Linked DNA regions of Sus scrofa: all the other regions are linked to region 2. A link is a contact called in public Hi-C data. All regions are on one chromosome and are shown on one strand. Each heading gives the region's core, a stretch centred on a gene start, on an enhancer-like site or on the middle of the called end of the contact. The rest is flanking DNA. Distances are from core to core; before and after follow the strand shown.

What was found. Hi-C and Micro-C count contacts between places; a contact is called where the count stands out from the background.
Region 1: a contact with region 2 is called in a Hi-C map of liver, with 6 times the contacts expected there. The contact joins the promoter of DBP here to the promoter of PTOV1 in region 2. A contact is called at or near these places in 1 of 5 promoter capture datasets (liver) and 6 of 47 Hi-C or Micro-C datasets (differentiating spermatogonia, embryonic fibroblasts, heart right ventricle and 2 more).
Region 3: a Hi-C map of subcutaneous adipose tissue shows a contact between it and region 2, with 2.7 times the contacts expected there. The contact joins the promoter of HRC here to the promoter of PTOV1 in region 2. A contact is called at or near these places in 2 of 47 Hi-C or Micro-C datasets (liver and subcutaneous adipose tissue).

The regions. Positions count from the first base shown.
Region 1 is chr6:53,990,898-53,995,707 of Sscrofa11.1, reverse strand. It overlaps DBP (D site-binding protein), which reads left to right and starts at 2,664. Exons shown (of 4, transcript XM_003127286.6): 1 at 2,664-3,478; 2 at 4,348-4,758. The coding sequence starts at 3,340. It overlaps CA11 (carbonic anhydrase 11), which reads left to right. Exons shown (of 9, transcript NM_001004038.1): 4 at 6-191; 5 at 417-518; 6 at 638-713; 7 at 815-969; 8 at 1,225-1,390; 9 at 2,189-2,311. The coding sequence ends at 2,214. LOC110261016 (a long non-coding RNA gene) reads right to left here and starts at 1,602. Exons shown (of 3, transcript XR_002344719.1): 1 at 1,478-1,602.
Region 2 is chr6:54,863,853-54,868,637 of Sscrofa11.1, reverse strand. It overlaps PTOV1 (prostate tumor-overexpressed gene 1 protein), which reads right to left and starts at 3,046. Exons shown (of 12, transcript XM_003127351.5): 1 at 2,676-3,046; 2 at 1-107. The coding sequence starts at 2,846.
Region 3 is chr6:54,339,817-54,344,189 of Sscrofa11.1, reverse strand. HRC (sarcoplasmic reticulum histidine-rich calcium-binding protein) reads left to right here and starts at 2,552. Exons shown (of 6, transcript XM_003127287.5): 1 at 2,552-4,356. The coding sequence starts at 2,763. It overlaps TRPM4 (transient receptor potential cation channel subfamily M member 4), which reads right to left and starts at 1,416. Exons shown (of 24, transcript XM_021094712.1): 1 at 1,282-1,416; 2 at 917-984. The coding sequence starts at 1,305.

The DNA.
Region 1 (4,810 bases), core at 1,415-3,914, 870 kb after region 2:
CACAGCTCCGGGGCACCCTGTACAATACTGGTCGACACGTCTCCTTCCTGCCTGCGCCCCGGCCCGTGGTCAATGTGTCAGGGGGGCCCCTCCTTTATAGCCACCGGCTCAGCGAACTGCGGCTGCTATTTGGAGCACGTGACGGAGCTGGCTCGGAACACCAGATCAATCACCAGGGGTTCTCTGCTGAGGTGGTGGCCGCTAACCTCTGACCCCCGACCTTCGCCCTGAGTCAACCCAGTTCTTCTCCCCTCCCCCTTCCTCTTCCTGCCTCACCCCATCCTCCTCCACAGCATTCCCCCCCACCCCCCGGGCACTCATACTGAACCAGACTTGGGACCCCAAAGGACCAGAGCTGTACCCGCTCTCTCCTCCCCTTCTGCTGGGGGACCCCACTCTCTGTGCTCCCCTCCCAGGTGCAGCTAATCCACTTCAACCAAGAGCTCTACGGGAACCTCAGTGCCGCCTCCCGGGGCCCCAATGGCCTGGCCATTCTCAGTCTCTTTGTCAATGTGAGCCCAGGCAAGACTCTGGAGGGAGGGAGGGGCTGGAACCTGGGGTCTCTGAAGAGGGGAGCTGGGGTCCCTAGGGGAGGAAGGGATTCTGGGTGCCTGTCGCTTCACCTCTTACCTCCGCACAGGTGGCTGGTAACTCAAACCCATTCCTCAGCCGCCTCCTTAACCGTGACACCATCACCCGCATCTCCTACAAGAGTAAGTCCCTGGGCACTGGGGGGTGGGGGGTGCGGGCGGGGGTGCACAAGGGGCCGTTCTCCAGGGGCACCGCTCTTCACACCCGCCTCATATTCCTGCAGATGATGCCTACTTTCTTCAAGACCTGAGCCTGGAGCTCCTATTCCCCGAATCCTTTGGCTTCATCACCTATCAGGGCTCTCTCAGCACCCCACCCTGCTCGGAGACTGTTACCTGGATCCTCATTGACAGGGCCCTCAATATCACCTCCCTCCAGGTGACCCTGTCAGCTCATTCCCCCTCCCTGCCACCCCCAGCCCCTTCCTTGGCCTGGGTGTCCCCTCGCTTCACCTCCCATCGGGGACAGAGAACTGGAGGGGACTGAGGGTCTGGCAATCCTTGGTGGAGGGTGGGGTGGGGCTGAGCAAGACCCCGCCCACCTGCTCCCAGGAGCGGGGGGTTTTCTGTGATGCCAGCAGGGCCATTCATTAGTCACTTCCAGGTTCCCACCCTCCCTCGCCCTCCTTGGCAGATGCACTCCCTGAGACTCCTGAGCCAGAATCCTCCGTCCCAGATCTTCCAGAGCCTCAGTGGGAACGGCCGGCCCCTGCAGCCCTTGGCCCACAGGGCCTTGAGGGGCAACAGGGACCCCAGGCACCCCGAGAGGCGCTGCCGAGGCCCCAACTACCGCCTGCATGGTATGATCCAGTATGCACCCCCTCGTCTTGGTCTAACCCGCCTATGTGTCTGTCTCCCCTTGGTGTCTCAATATGATACAGTCCTACCCTTCTTTGCTGCTTCTGTGTGATCCAGCCTCCTGAGCTCTCACTCGCTCTTTCTCCCTTCTCCATTTGTGTCAACGTGGTACAGCCCACCTCTCCGTCATAGACCATTGCTGGTCCATGATTTGTCTTTCCTCCTCACTGCTTGCGACTTGCAACTTGGTGTATAACCCGAACCCCCTTGCTTCCATGGGGGTACGATCAACTACTGGACCGTGGCTCTTGTTAAGGCTTTCTGAAATGGTATCGCCCGAAACCTTTCCCCTCTTTCCATGTGGTACAACCCTACGCTGGTCCAAAGTCTGACACCCCCTTCACTGAAAAACAACATGGTACAATCCCCTTCCCCTTCTACTGCCTCCTCTTGGTTCAGTCCAGTGATCTGACATCCACCTCTCTGGCTTCCCAACATGGTATAGCCTAGGCCTCCCCGTGAATACCGTCGCGTAGTTCAGCCTGATGCTGAAACTGGACGTCCCTGTGCCACCCTCCTGCTGCCTCCCTATGGTTCAGCCCACTGCCAGTTCGCAATCTGTCCTTTTCCCCTAGCTTCTCAAGCTGGTACATTCCAGTTTCCCCTTCGCAGCCTGCCTGTGGTATGGCCCGGCGCAGCCCAGCACCGCTACCCCGCCTCCTGCACGCCCCTGCACGCCCCCTACCCGGTGCATCCTATCAGGCCCTAAACTAACGCCCCCCACCGGTTTCGTCTTACAGTGGATGGTGCCCCCCACGGTCGCTGAGACTCCCCATCGAGGATTGCGCCTGCCTTGCCCAAGCCTCCCCACAGAGGGAGGGGAGTCACCCCCAAAACAAAGCTATTAAAGGGACAGAATACTTCCTGTATCTCAGTGGTCTGATTCTAGGCGCGGCGGGGAAGCATTTGGATATTAAAGAATAGCAGCCTTCTTCTAGAAACCAATCTCCCACTTCCTAAACCCCACTACTCGGGTTTTTGGCTTCCTTTTTCCAAAACAATCATTAGGATTTGTGGCTCCTGTATGGCTCTTCTCCCGCGCCCCCCACCCTCTCACCCACCCTCCCAGTCAGGCAGCACGCGCAGAGCCATGTGCTTCCCCCTCCCGCCTGCCTCATTGGCCTGAACTGGGTCACGGTCCCGCCCCCAGAGCCGTCTCCCATTGGGCAAATGTAGGTCAGGGTCCCGCCTCCCTCCAAATGGCAAGGTAACTTCACTCACTGAGCCCCTTGCTCGCGCACTCCAGGCCTCGGCAGATCCAGGAGTCCCATTGGCTGTGGGTCTCGAGGGGTCGAGACGCGATTGGCCTGCGCTTTCAGCGGGAGGGAGGCACGCGGCTGGGGTGCAAGGCCTGAGAGTCCGGCGGGGCCAAGAGGAGGGGTGCGCGCTGTGGCGTCGGGTGTTTTGGTTTGGCTTTTTTTTTTTTTTTTCCGCGAAAGAAGTTTGCTTTGGCCACGCCTCAAGGCAGCCGCCTCCTCCTGCCCTCTCCCCCGCCCCTCCGCGCACACCTCTTGGTGCAGATTGCAAAGCTCCTTCCTTAGAGAGAGCTGCAGATTTTGCAAGAGCCAGGCTCGCCCACCTTGTAGGAGCGCCTTGTGTCCCCTTGAGCCCTCGGTTGCAAAGAGCTGGCCGCCTGATTTGATCACTCCCTCACCCAGACTGTATGGTCTCCTGGGACCCTCTTGAGTTGCACATTTCTGCACCGAGGACTGCAAATCCCCATCGCTCCTAGGACTTGCAGTGTTCTGGAGACTGGAGACTGGAGGCTTGCAAGCTACTTTCGCCCGCCCCTGGGCAGACACCCGCCTGAACCACAGGAGTGTGCCGCTGACTGGCAAGCCAGCTCTTCGCCTCTCTATGAGCCCGTGAGCCTGCGGGCAGGTGCCGGGCGATGGCGCGGCCCGTGAGCGACAGGACCCCGGCCCCCCTGCTGCTGGGCGGCCCGGCCGGGGCCCCCCCTGGCGGGGGAGCGCTGCTTGGGTTGCGGAGCCTTCTGCAGGGGACCAGCAAGCCCAAAGAGCCAACCAGCTGTGAGTTCTAGCCCCCCCCCCCCCAGCTCTTAGGGACTCCAGTGCTGGGAGGGTCCACAGATACCTCTTACGTGCCCAGAGTCCACCCTTCCAACCTTTATCTACCCCAATACTTAGGTGTTTAAGCCCCTAGATCCCTCAGCACCCAGGACCCAAAAATACCGGCTTTCAAGCCCGTCCACCCCGAGGACTCGAGACTCTAGGCCCCAGCCCCCTGTTTCTTGTGGTTCCGAGAGTCTTGGACTCTTGGGGTCGAGGGAGAAGGGAGGGGGGTGTGTCGGATGCTCACACGGTAGTTACACGGGCTTGGGCGGAGCCTCCTGGGGTCACATGGAGTCTAGGGACGAGGAATGTGCCCCAGAAATAGAACCCCTTCCTGACCCTTACGGGGGGGGGAGATCGAGGAGAAAGGGGTACAGTGCGCGGGGGGTAGGGGGCTAATTACAGAAGAATTACAGAGCTGTCATTTTTTCTCTTACCTGCCCAACCCTCCACCTACCTCTCTTTGAACTTCTGTCCCCCTTCTATGTCCCTATCTCTTCTTGGGTCTCTGTCCCCATCTCTCTCTTTGCATCCATGTCCTCCCCTCTTTCTGGCTCTCTGTCCCTCTCTCTGTCTGTCGCCCCGTCTCTTGTCTTTTCTCTCTGGGTCTCTCTCCCTCTCTGAGCCTCTGTCCCCTCCTATCTCTGGGCCCTTGCCCACCCTCTCTGATCTCTCCTCTACTTCTCTTCTGTCCCCTCTTTCTCTTCACCTCGGCGGTGGGGCTCTCTATCCCCTCGTTTCTCCTGTCTTTCTCCACTCGGAGACTCTTCTTCATTTCCATCTCCCTCTTCCTGCCCACCCTGCCCGCTCTTTCCCTGGCCCCGAAGGTCTCCTGAAGGAAAAGGAGCGCAAAGCGGCCCCGCCGGCGGCCACGGTCCCGGGGCCGGGCCTGGAGCCTGCAGGTCCGGCGGATGCCTCAGCTGGGGCGGTGGTGGGCGGCGGGTCCCCGCGGGGACGCCCGGGGGCTGTGCCCGGCCCGGGTCTGTTGGCGCCGCTACTGTGGGAGCGGACGCTGCCGTTCGGCGACGTGGAGTACGTGGACCTGGACGCCTTCCTGCTGGAGCACGGGCTCCCTCCCAGCCCGCCGCCCCCCGGCGGCCCGTCGCCAGCGCCCTCGCCCGTGCGCACGCCCGCACCCTCCCCGGGGCCCGGTTCCTGCGGGTCGGCTTCCCCTCGCTCCTCGCCGGGGCACGCCCCCGCCCGGGCTGCCCTCGGGGCCGCCGGCGGCCACCGCGCAGGTGCGACGTCGGGGACGGGGCGGGGCCCTAGTTGGGCGGGGCTTGGACTCCA
Region 2 (4,785 bases), core at 1,797-4,296:
AGCAGCTTGTTGCTGAGCCGGTGCTCGCCGACGGCCAGGCCCCCAAGGGCGAGCCCCGGCGAGGAGGGCCCAATGGGCCCCAGGGCCCCAAAGACACGAGCACCTTGCTGTGGCAGAGAGTGTGGGGAAACTGAGGTTGGGGGGCCGCTGAGGAGCTGTCCCCCACGTTCCTGGGAAGGGACGTCCCACTGTACAGACCCAAACCCCTGCTCTGAAGCCCAGGGCCATCGCCAAACCCTCTGTCCCAATGGTCACGACCCCACGTGGCTGACCCCATGCCCTTTTCCAGCTGCCACTTCAGGAGTCTTCACCCTGCCAGCCTGCTCGTCAACAGGCAGGGTGGCCCACGAAGGGGCCCTGAAAGCCTCCCACCACGTCCTCACCCAGCCTCTGCTCCACTGTGCATGCCCCCGGCTCATCTTCCCAGGCTGACCAATTTCTGCTCCGTCCGTGGAAACCCAGCTGAAAAGCAGCTCTCTGGGGATCCAGAGCCTCCTCGAAGCCCCCGAAGCCCCCAAGCCAGCCTGGGTTGTGTCTGTCTGGCACACCGGTTGGCTCCATCCTGGCCATGCCCTGCCAAGGCTCCCCAGGCCCTCAAGACAAAGTCCACACTCTTCCCTCTGGCTCCCGCCAACCTCTCCCAGGCTGTCGCCGGCCCTCTCTTGCACAGCCCAGGTTGTAGCCACCTCAGCCTGATACCCGGGGAGCACGGGGCAGGAAGGAAGCGCCCAGAAGCACACAGAACCATCCAGGGAAGTGGGGAGACGTTTGGAACAAAGAGCATAACAACACCTGGAGGGATCTTTCAAACAATGTTTTGAGAACACCCACAGGACACCTGACGAACGTTCTAGCAATGAAGCCACAGAAAGCCACACGTTCTATCACAGGGCACTCTCCAGTTAGCCTTTCTTAAACCAAAACCATCTATCTGAAAGCAAAAGCAGACCAGCAGGGCAGCAAGAAACCCAGAAAAACCTCAACAGTAAATAAACCTCCAGACAAAAAAAAAAAAAGTAGTGGTTGTTATTTTGTATCTTATCACTAATGGATATTTTCCAAATTTTCTGTGAAGTACATAGATGTTTTCTGTCCAAAGAGTAAAGACAGGCATGAAAAAAATGTATCTTTTAAGACCTTAAAGAATAAAAACAAAACAAAAAACCTAAGCAAGCATGCTCTCCCCCTGGGCAGGTGGTGCTGGGTGGGATTCCAGCAAGGTCTGAGATCAAGAAGAAAAGCAGAAGGTACTGGGGGAAAACCGGGGGGGGGGGGGGGGCGCGAGGTTCCCTGCTTAAGTGTCTGAGATGGAGGATGGCTGCTGCAGCGCTGGCTGTGAAGGCACCACTGCCAGGGCGCACAGCGTCTGAGAAAATGCACTCAAGGCACACGACTGCAAGAGCCTTTGGGGTCCAGGTGGACGCACTTAAGGACCCAGTCGGTGTGAGCTCCAGAGACACACGTATGGGAAACCCCGCTGACCACGTCTGAATCTGGGATATGAAGACCAGGGGTGCTAAGCTCAGGTCTCCCCTGGAAGAGCAGAAAGCGCATCAAGATGCAGGACCACGTTTAAGGATGAGACCTAAGTGCGATCCCACAGGAGAACTCACACCTAGGCAGGGGAGGGCACGATTTGGCTGTTTCTCCGACCTGGGATGTGTTGTTTACTGCACAGGAAGCCCATTTAGTACTTGGAGGGAGGATAGAAGCCTCAGGGTGCATGTTTAAGGACTCAGGAGGCGCTTCTGAACCAGTAGACACAAATGCTAAGAAAGGGGGAAGGCGGCGGAGGGAAGGATTACTTTTAAATTTAGACAGACGTTCAGAGTCCGGATGGCTACGTATAAAAGTCCATGACACATTTTTAAGGCTCATGCAGACCTGCCACAGCTCCCCGCCAAGCACAACGCCGGGGCAGAATGTTTTAAGACAGCTTGAGCGCCAGGATAGAACGCGCATCCCCGCGAGAGTGTCACGGTTCGGCAGTCCGTGAAGCATTGAGATGTGGCTTTACCGCTCCAGAAAACCTTATAGAGCTTTCTGAGAAGTGTATGCATGTTTCATGGCTGGCGAAGCATCTGTAACTTAGGGTACCTGCGAAGCTAGATGTCGAAGCCTGCAAAGCTAGACTTGCAGCGATCGGTAGGGGCATCCCACATCTGCGCGAGCGTGCAAATAAATCCTGGGCGCACACGCCACGGGCGCCGTGGAGGGGCGCGTGGGCCCGAGGAGAACGCCCCCGAGGGCAACACCTGGGCGCGCGCGAGTGCAAGACGCGAAGCCCCCACTCGCCGCCGTCCCCCAACCCCCTCCCCCATTTCCAGATTTCCTGCCGGGAGAGCGAACAACTTTCCCATTGGAAAAACAAGCGCGCACGCTGCCCGCCCCCCACCCCGCGTTTAAATCAGGCCGCGGAGTCAGCAGTAATCTGAGCGCTCCCCGCCCCCGTACCCCACCCCCGCCACCCCGGCCCGAAGGCGAAACAAAGGGGAGAGACCGGCGCGTACCACCTGAGGGGTTTCACGGGGGAAGCCGGCCCCAGGCGGGACCAGCCTTCGGGCCACCCGAAAGACCCCTAAGAGAAGTGGGTCGCGGACAAAGACGCCTGCCGGGGAGAGGGGCCTGCGGGGGCGGGGCCGTGGAAAGCTCTGGAAAAAGGGCGGGGGGCTCACCATGGGAGGGGCCGAGCGAGCCCGGATCCGCGGCGGCTGCGGACCCCGGGGACTGGCGGGCCAGGAGCGCGAGCGGGCGGCGCGCACCGTGAGGAGCGGCAGGGGTCGGCCGCGACCCCCGAGGGGGCCCCCAGCGCCGGAGCGGTGCGGGGCGCGGCGCGGACGGACCATGGCGGGCGTGGGCCGAGCGGGCTGGGGGCTGCCACGGGCCGCACGGGGGGCTGCGGGTTCCACCGACTGAGGGGCGAGGGCGCGCGGCTTCGGGGGAGACGGGCTGGGCTGTACCAAACGCGGAGGACGCGCCGCTGGAGAGGGGTTGCTGCGGCCAAACCACTGTGGTGAGCGGGGGAGCGCGGCGCCTACCAAGAGCGTCTGCGAGGGGGCGTGGCCGGCGTGTACCAAAATAGAGCTAGGGGAGCCCCGGGAAAAGGAGAGGGTGTGGGGGGCGGGGAATTCGACAATTGGAAGATACTATGGGCCGAAGGGGAGGGACCCAGAGGACGTGAAAGAAACAACTTCGGCGGGGGCGTGGCAGGAAAGACCATGCCGAAGCGTCACGGGGGGGGCGAGAGGAACGTAGAGGACGATACCAAGATCGGGATGGGGGGTGACATACCGGGAGACCGTACCCTGAGTCCCAGACCCTCGGAGCCGGGAGACTATATCAAGACACATCAGGAAAAGGGGGAGGAAGGAGTAACAGACCTGGGGGCAACGGAACCTACGTAGAAGTTTGGGGATACGGATCGTACCAGGCCTAAGGCGAGGACTTGAAGGCTGTGACGTGGCTAGGTGGGCCAGGGACCACAACTCCCAGCGATCCCCGCGCGGTATGGGCGGAGCCAGAGGTCCCTGGGAGACACTGCCAGTGATATCTGCGTGCCAACTGGCCCCCGCGCCTTAGGCTCCACACGCCTCCCTCCGCACCTCCTCCGGCTTCTTGCCACCCGCCTTTCAGGGCCATTCATTGATTCGCTCATTCACTCAAGAATTAAACGACTGTGTATTCACTTACTAGAAGTTGTGTAAGATTTCTTGTTTCAATTTCCCTGTTTCTTAAATGTGGGTAATAACTAACCATTCATTCATTGATTCTCTCATTCACTCAAGAATTTAACGACTGCGTATTCACTTACTAGAAGTTGTGTAAGATTTGTTTCAATTTCCCTGTTTCTTAAACGTGGGTAATAGTTAACCCCAAACGGTTATGAGGAACAAATGAATTAAGAAAATAGGGAGTTCCCGTCGTGGCGCAGTGGTTAACGAATCCGACTAGGAACCATGAGGTTGCGGGTTTGGTCCCTGCCCTTGCTCAGTGGGTTAAGAATCCGGCGTTGCCGTGAGCTGTGGTGTAGGTTGCAGACGCGGCTCGGATCCCGCGTTGCTGTGGCTCTGGCGTAGGCCGGTGGCTACAGCTCCAATTCAACCCCTAGCCTGGGAACCTCCATATGCCGCGGAAGCGGCCCAAGAAATAGCAACAACAACAACAAAAAAGACAAAAAGACAAAAAAAAAAAAAAAAAGAAAGAAAATATTAGGGGAGTTCCCCTTATGGCTCAGCGGTCAGCGAACCCGACTAGCATCCATGAGGAATGGGGGTTTGATCCCTGGCCTCGCTCGGGGGGTTAAGGATCCGGCGATGCCGTGAGCTGTGATCGCAGACGCGGCTCGGATCCTGAGTTGCTGTGGCTACAGCTTCGATGAGACCCCTAGCCTATAAACTTACATATTCCGCGGGTGCGGCCCTAAAAAGAGAGAAAAAAAAAAAAAAAAGACCAAAATAAAATAAAATATTAGGAAAGGTATTTGGTACAGTAATGACCTAAAATGGTAATTTTTCTTTTTCTCCTTTTAAAACCATTAGTAGCACCGTTTCCACTTCTATGCTGGGCAACGAGTATACTGTGATGACCAAAACAAACCAGGTCCATTGTAAAAAAGTAATCGCAGTTTGTGGTTAAGTGGTATAAAGAGAACAAACACACAGGAGAGTGGGGTGGTGACCATGAGAAGTCAGGAAAGTGACCATTAGGCAGCCTGCAATTCCACTTGGGCTGGAAGAGTGTGCTAAAATGAGGGGCACAAATCTTGAGAGTGGCAGAAGAGGGAGG
Region 3 (4,373 bases), core at 1,303-3,802, 520 kb after region 2:
CTCTTCCTCCCACCAAAGCAGAGGTTCCTAAACTTTCTGGACCACACTTCCATCTGCAAAAGGTTTTTGAGCACTCACCCCTAAATAATATGTCTATTTATACATAATTCAAGCCATCCTGCACTAATAAATTCATAATAATACGCATACCAAGTTAGGAATGTTGGTATTTCCCACACCCCAAAGATCATCTTGAGGACACCAGGAAGCCGGAAACCCCTTGAGAAAACATTGCTGAAGGCCAGGAGTCCCTAAGGGTGGCCACCGCCCAGCCACGGAGCACCAGCCCAGAGCCTGCACACACTAGGTAACTGCTACCTTCCTGGAGGAACCAGAGCTATTTTCCAGTGCTTACCATGTGCTGGGCACGTTCGGAAGTATCACAAGCATTAACTTGTTTAATTCGCGCAAGAATTCCAGCAGGTAGAGCCAGAGCCTGTTTTTATGCCCAGATGACGGATGAGGCCCAGAGAGGTGAAACGTTTTGCCCAAAGCCACACAGCACGTGTCCCAGCCGAGATTAGAACCCTAGCAGGGCCTGTGCTCTTGAAAATCATGCCCCCTTGGACGTGCGGAGTGAGGGTTTCTTGGAGGAGTGGACGAATGAATGAAACAGCGACAGTCGAGAGAGAAAAACAGAGAAAGTGACACCAGGAGGCGGAGACACACGGGAGAGACACGAGGAAGGAAAGAAACGGAACCCAGCCCTGGGGCTTTAACACGGACCCTGAGCGTGAGAAGGATTAGTTGGATGTGTTTGCAGAAGGACCGAAGCCCTCCCCGAGGGAGAGAGCCACCAGGGAACGCCCTTGGGAGTGTCTGCGGGGACAGGACTGGGGGAGGGGAGGAGCCGAAGGGCGGGGTCTGAGGTGGGCGGGGTGGACATCTGGGGTCGGTCCCCGGGTGGGCTCCTCACCCCGGATCTGTGGGGTCAACGATGAAAGTTGTGCACGTCTTCTTCTTGAAGATCTTGGGGATATAGCTCTGGGGACAAGAACAAGGGGTGAAGGGGAACCAGTTCAGTCCTAAGGGACACAGAGTGACTCACCCGCGCCCCAGCCTAGACCTAGGAGTCCAGGACCCCAGCGCCCGCCTCCCCCAAACTCAGGAGACTCGATTCCCCCCAGCCCCCATCTGTCCCCAAGGACCCAGGCGTCCGAGGCCCCAGCAGCCCCCTTCTTTGACCCAAGAATCTGGGTCTCCAGCGCCCTCCTCTCCGGGAACCAGGGGTCCCGGCCCCCAGCTCCCTGTTCCCTCAGACCCGGGGTCCGGCCGCTGTACCTGCTCCTTCTCCGCACCCACCATGCTGCTGCAGCCTCTGCAAACTATCCGACTCCCTGCATTCCCTCAACCAACCCGGGCTCTAGACGCGCCCGGGACAAACCGGATCCACTACGTCCCAGCCCAGCCTGGGCGGGGCCAGGTCTAGGGGGCGGGGAATCTCGGAGACGCGCAGAGCGGGAGGCGGGGCAAAGGGTCTGAGGGACCGGCAGGCGAGACCCGGGGAGAGGGGGCCGGGGACCCGGGGTGGGGGACAGGGACTCAGAGAGGAAATGCCAGTGATGAGGGAGAGGGCACACAAAAAGGGGATGGGATGGGGACACGAAGCCTTAGGTTGGGACAGGGAATCAGAAAGGGGGGACAGAGATTGGCGAGGGGCTACATCGACCCAAAGCGAGGGGGGGGTGCTTGGAAGGAAGTTGGCGGGGGCGGGGTGGGGGCGCGGCGGAGACACTCAGACTGAGAGGGAGAGACAGAAGCCTGAGAGTGAGAAGGGGACAGAATCCTGGGGAGGGGGACAGGGACTCCAAGAGAGCGGGTGAAGAAACAAGAACTGAGAGAAGGGAACCCACAGAGAAGGCTGGGAACCCAAAGAGCGAGGGGTGAGGACAGCAGTGATAGGATGAGGGGGAGGTACTGATACACAGGCAGGGCCCCCATGTCTCCTGCTAGCTCTCCAGGGACAGGGACAGCTGCAGCCTCCTGAGTAACCTGAGCCCCCTGCACACACACACCCCCTGCTGTATTTATAGCCCTGGCCTGGCCCCATCCCCTGCCCCCAGATCTGAGTTCCAGGGACAGGAGGTCATGGGTACGCACGCTGGAGCACAATTCCTCTCACCCCTGTCCAGGGCTTCCCTGTGGGCATCCACCATCTCAGCAAAGTCGCCCGTTCTGGCCGGAAACTCCCCATAATCTAACCCCCAATCCTTCCTTGGCAGGGGTCTCTCCCCTCAAATACACCCTTCCCGCTCCCCTCCTCCCATGGCCCGGGCTCCCCCCAAATTGGCCCACTGAAAATTTGACACCATTTTTGCAGCTGCCAAACCGGAACTTGTCGGCATTCAAAATCAAGTCCCTTGGCCCCCTCTCCTGGCCAAAGAGAGACCCCTTCTCTCACCCCCTCCCCAGCTGAGAGGAGAAAGAGCCGGAGGGGAGGGGCAGGCCGGGCCTAACCCAGAATAACTCCGGGCCGAAAGTAAATTTAGCCACAGAGAGGGGAGGGGAGAGACCCTATTGGCTGGGGAGCGGGAGGGAGGGGCGGAGGGGGTCAGGGGGTTCTGGAGATTGTCTCAGAGGGGTGTCTGGAGCCTGGCAGTGAGGGCCAGAGGGCAGAGACAGAGAGAGACACAGCAAAGGAAAGACACAGGGAGAAAGAAAGAGAAGGACCCCAAAGGGACAGGGACCCCAGTATTCATCGACATAGCCTCAGCCACAGCGGGAGCCAGCCCAGGGAGAAGCTCTGCTGCTGGTCTGTCCCCATGGGCCACCCTGGGCCATGGTTGCAGGCGTCTCTCCTCTGGGCTGCTGTGGCCAGCCTGCTCCTCCCCCCTGCTATGACCCAGCAGCTGAGAGGGGCTGGGCTGGGCCCCAGCAACTTGAACAACAACGCAGGCATCCCCGGGCCCACAGAGGACGCATCAGGCAAGTTCGGTCACTCCGGGCATAGCCATAGAAGCCATGGGGATGAGAACAGCGATGTCTCCACGGAGAGTGGGCATCATTTCTGGGCCTCTGGAGACCACGGAGAAGAGGAAGAAGATGTCTCCAAAGCAGCCCATCCCCGCCAAGGCCACAGGTACCAAGGCCACGAGGTGGGAGATGAGAACATCTCTGAGGAGGAGGGAACCACAGCGCATGCTCCGCAGGCGGGTGGGCACAGAGGCCGTGGGAGCAAAGACATGGATGATTCAGCTGAGCCCAGGCACCACTTCCCCAGCCATGGGAGCCACGGCCACCAAGACGAGGATGAGGATGAAATTGTGTCCAGCGAGCGACACCATCATATCATCAGGCATGTACGCCGAGGCCATGGAGAAGAGGAGGAGGAAGAGGAGGAGGAAGGCGGCATCTCCACCGAGTATGGACACCAGGCCCACGGGCACCGAGACCACGGGATGGAAGAGGACGAAGACGTCTCAGCTGGACGTCACCATCACGGCCCCAGCCACAGACACCGAGGCCATGAAGAAGAAGAAGATGACGACAATGACGGTGACTCCGCTGAGTACAAATATCAGACGCACGGGCATCAAGGCCACGAGAAGGAAGAGGATGGAGACGTCTCAGACTCGCACCACCATCATGTCCCTGGCCACGGACACCCAGGCCACAGAAATGAGGAAGATGAGGATGAGGTCGTATCCACTGAACACTGGCACCAGGTTCCCAGACATACCCACCATGGCCTTGGAGATGAGGAGGAGGAAGGAGAGGAGGAGATCACGGTCAAGTTCAGCCACCATGCTGCAAGCCCCCAAGCCCAAGGCCACAAGAGCACTGAGGAGGAGGAGGACTTCCCAGACGAATATACGAGAGAGAGCCCTGGTCGTCACCACCCCGGGGTCCTCAAGGAGGAAGATGAGGACATCTCCACCAAGCTTGGCCACCAGCCTGCCAGCCACAGGCAGCAAGGCCACAGAGGATCCATCAAAGAAGAGACTAGCTCCCGTCCCCGGGAACACATGGGGGTCAAGGATAGAAGCCATTTAGGGGAGGGTGATTCCGAGGAGGAAGAGGAAGAGGACCACAGCTCCCCTGAAGAGGATGGTGAAGGTTCAGAAGAGGAAGGAGAAGGCACCCACCAGGGCAGCCTGGACCGGGAGGATGAGGAAGACGAGGAGGAAGGTCATGGCCTCAGCCTGAGCCAGGAGGAGGAGGAGGAAGAGGAGGAGGAAGAAGAGGAGGAGGAGAGGAGGGAAGAGAGGGCTGAGGTTTGGGTCCCACTGAGCCAGGACCACCAGGAGGAAGACGACGAGGAGGAGGAGGAGCTGCCCGTCACCATCATCCCCAACCCACTGGCTGGGAGGGAGGCGGGAGGTGCCTCCAGCGAGGAGGAGAGTGGTGAGGACGTGGGTAAGTGATCTGACTAG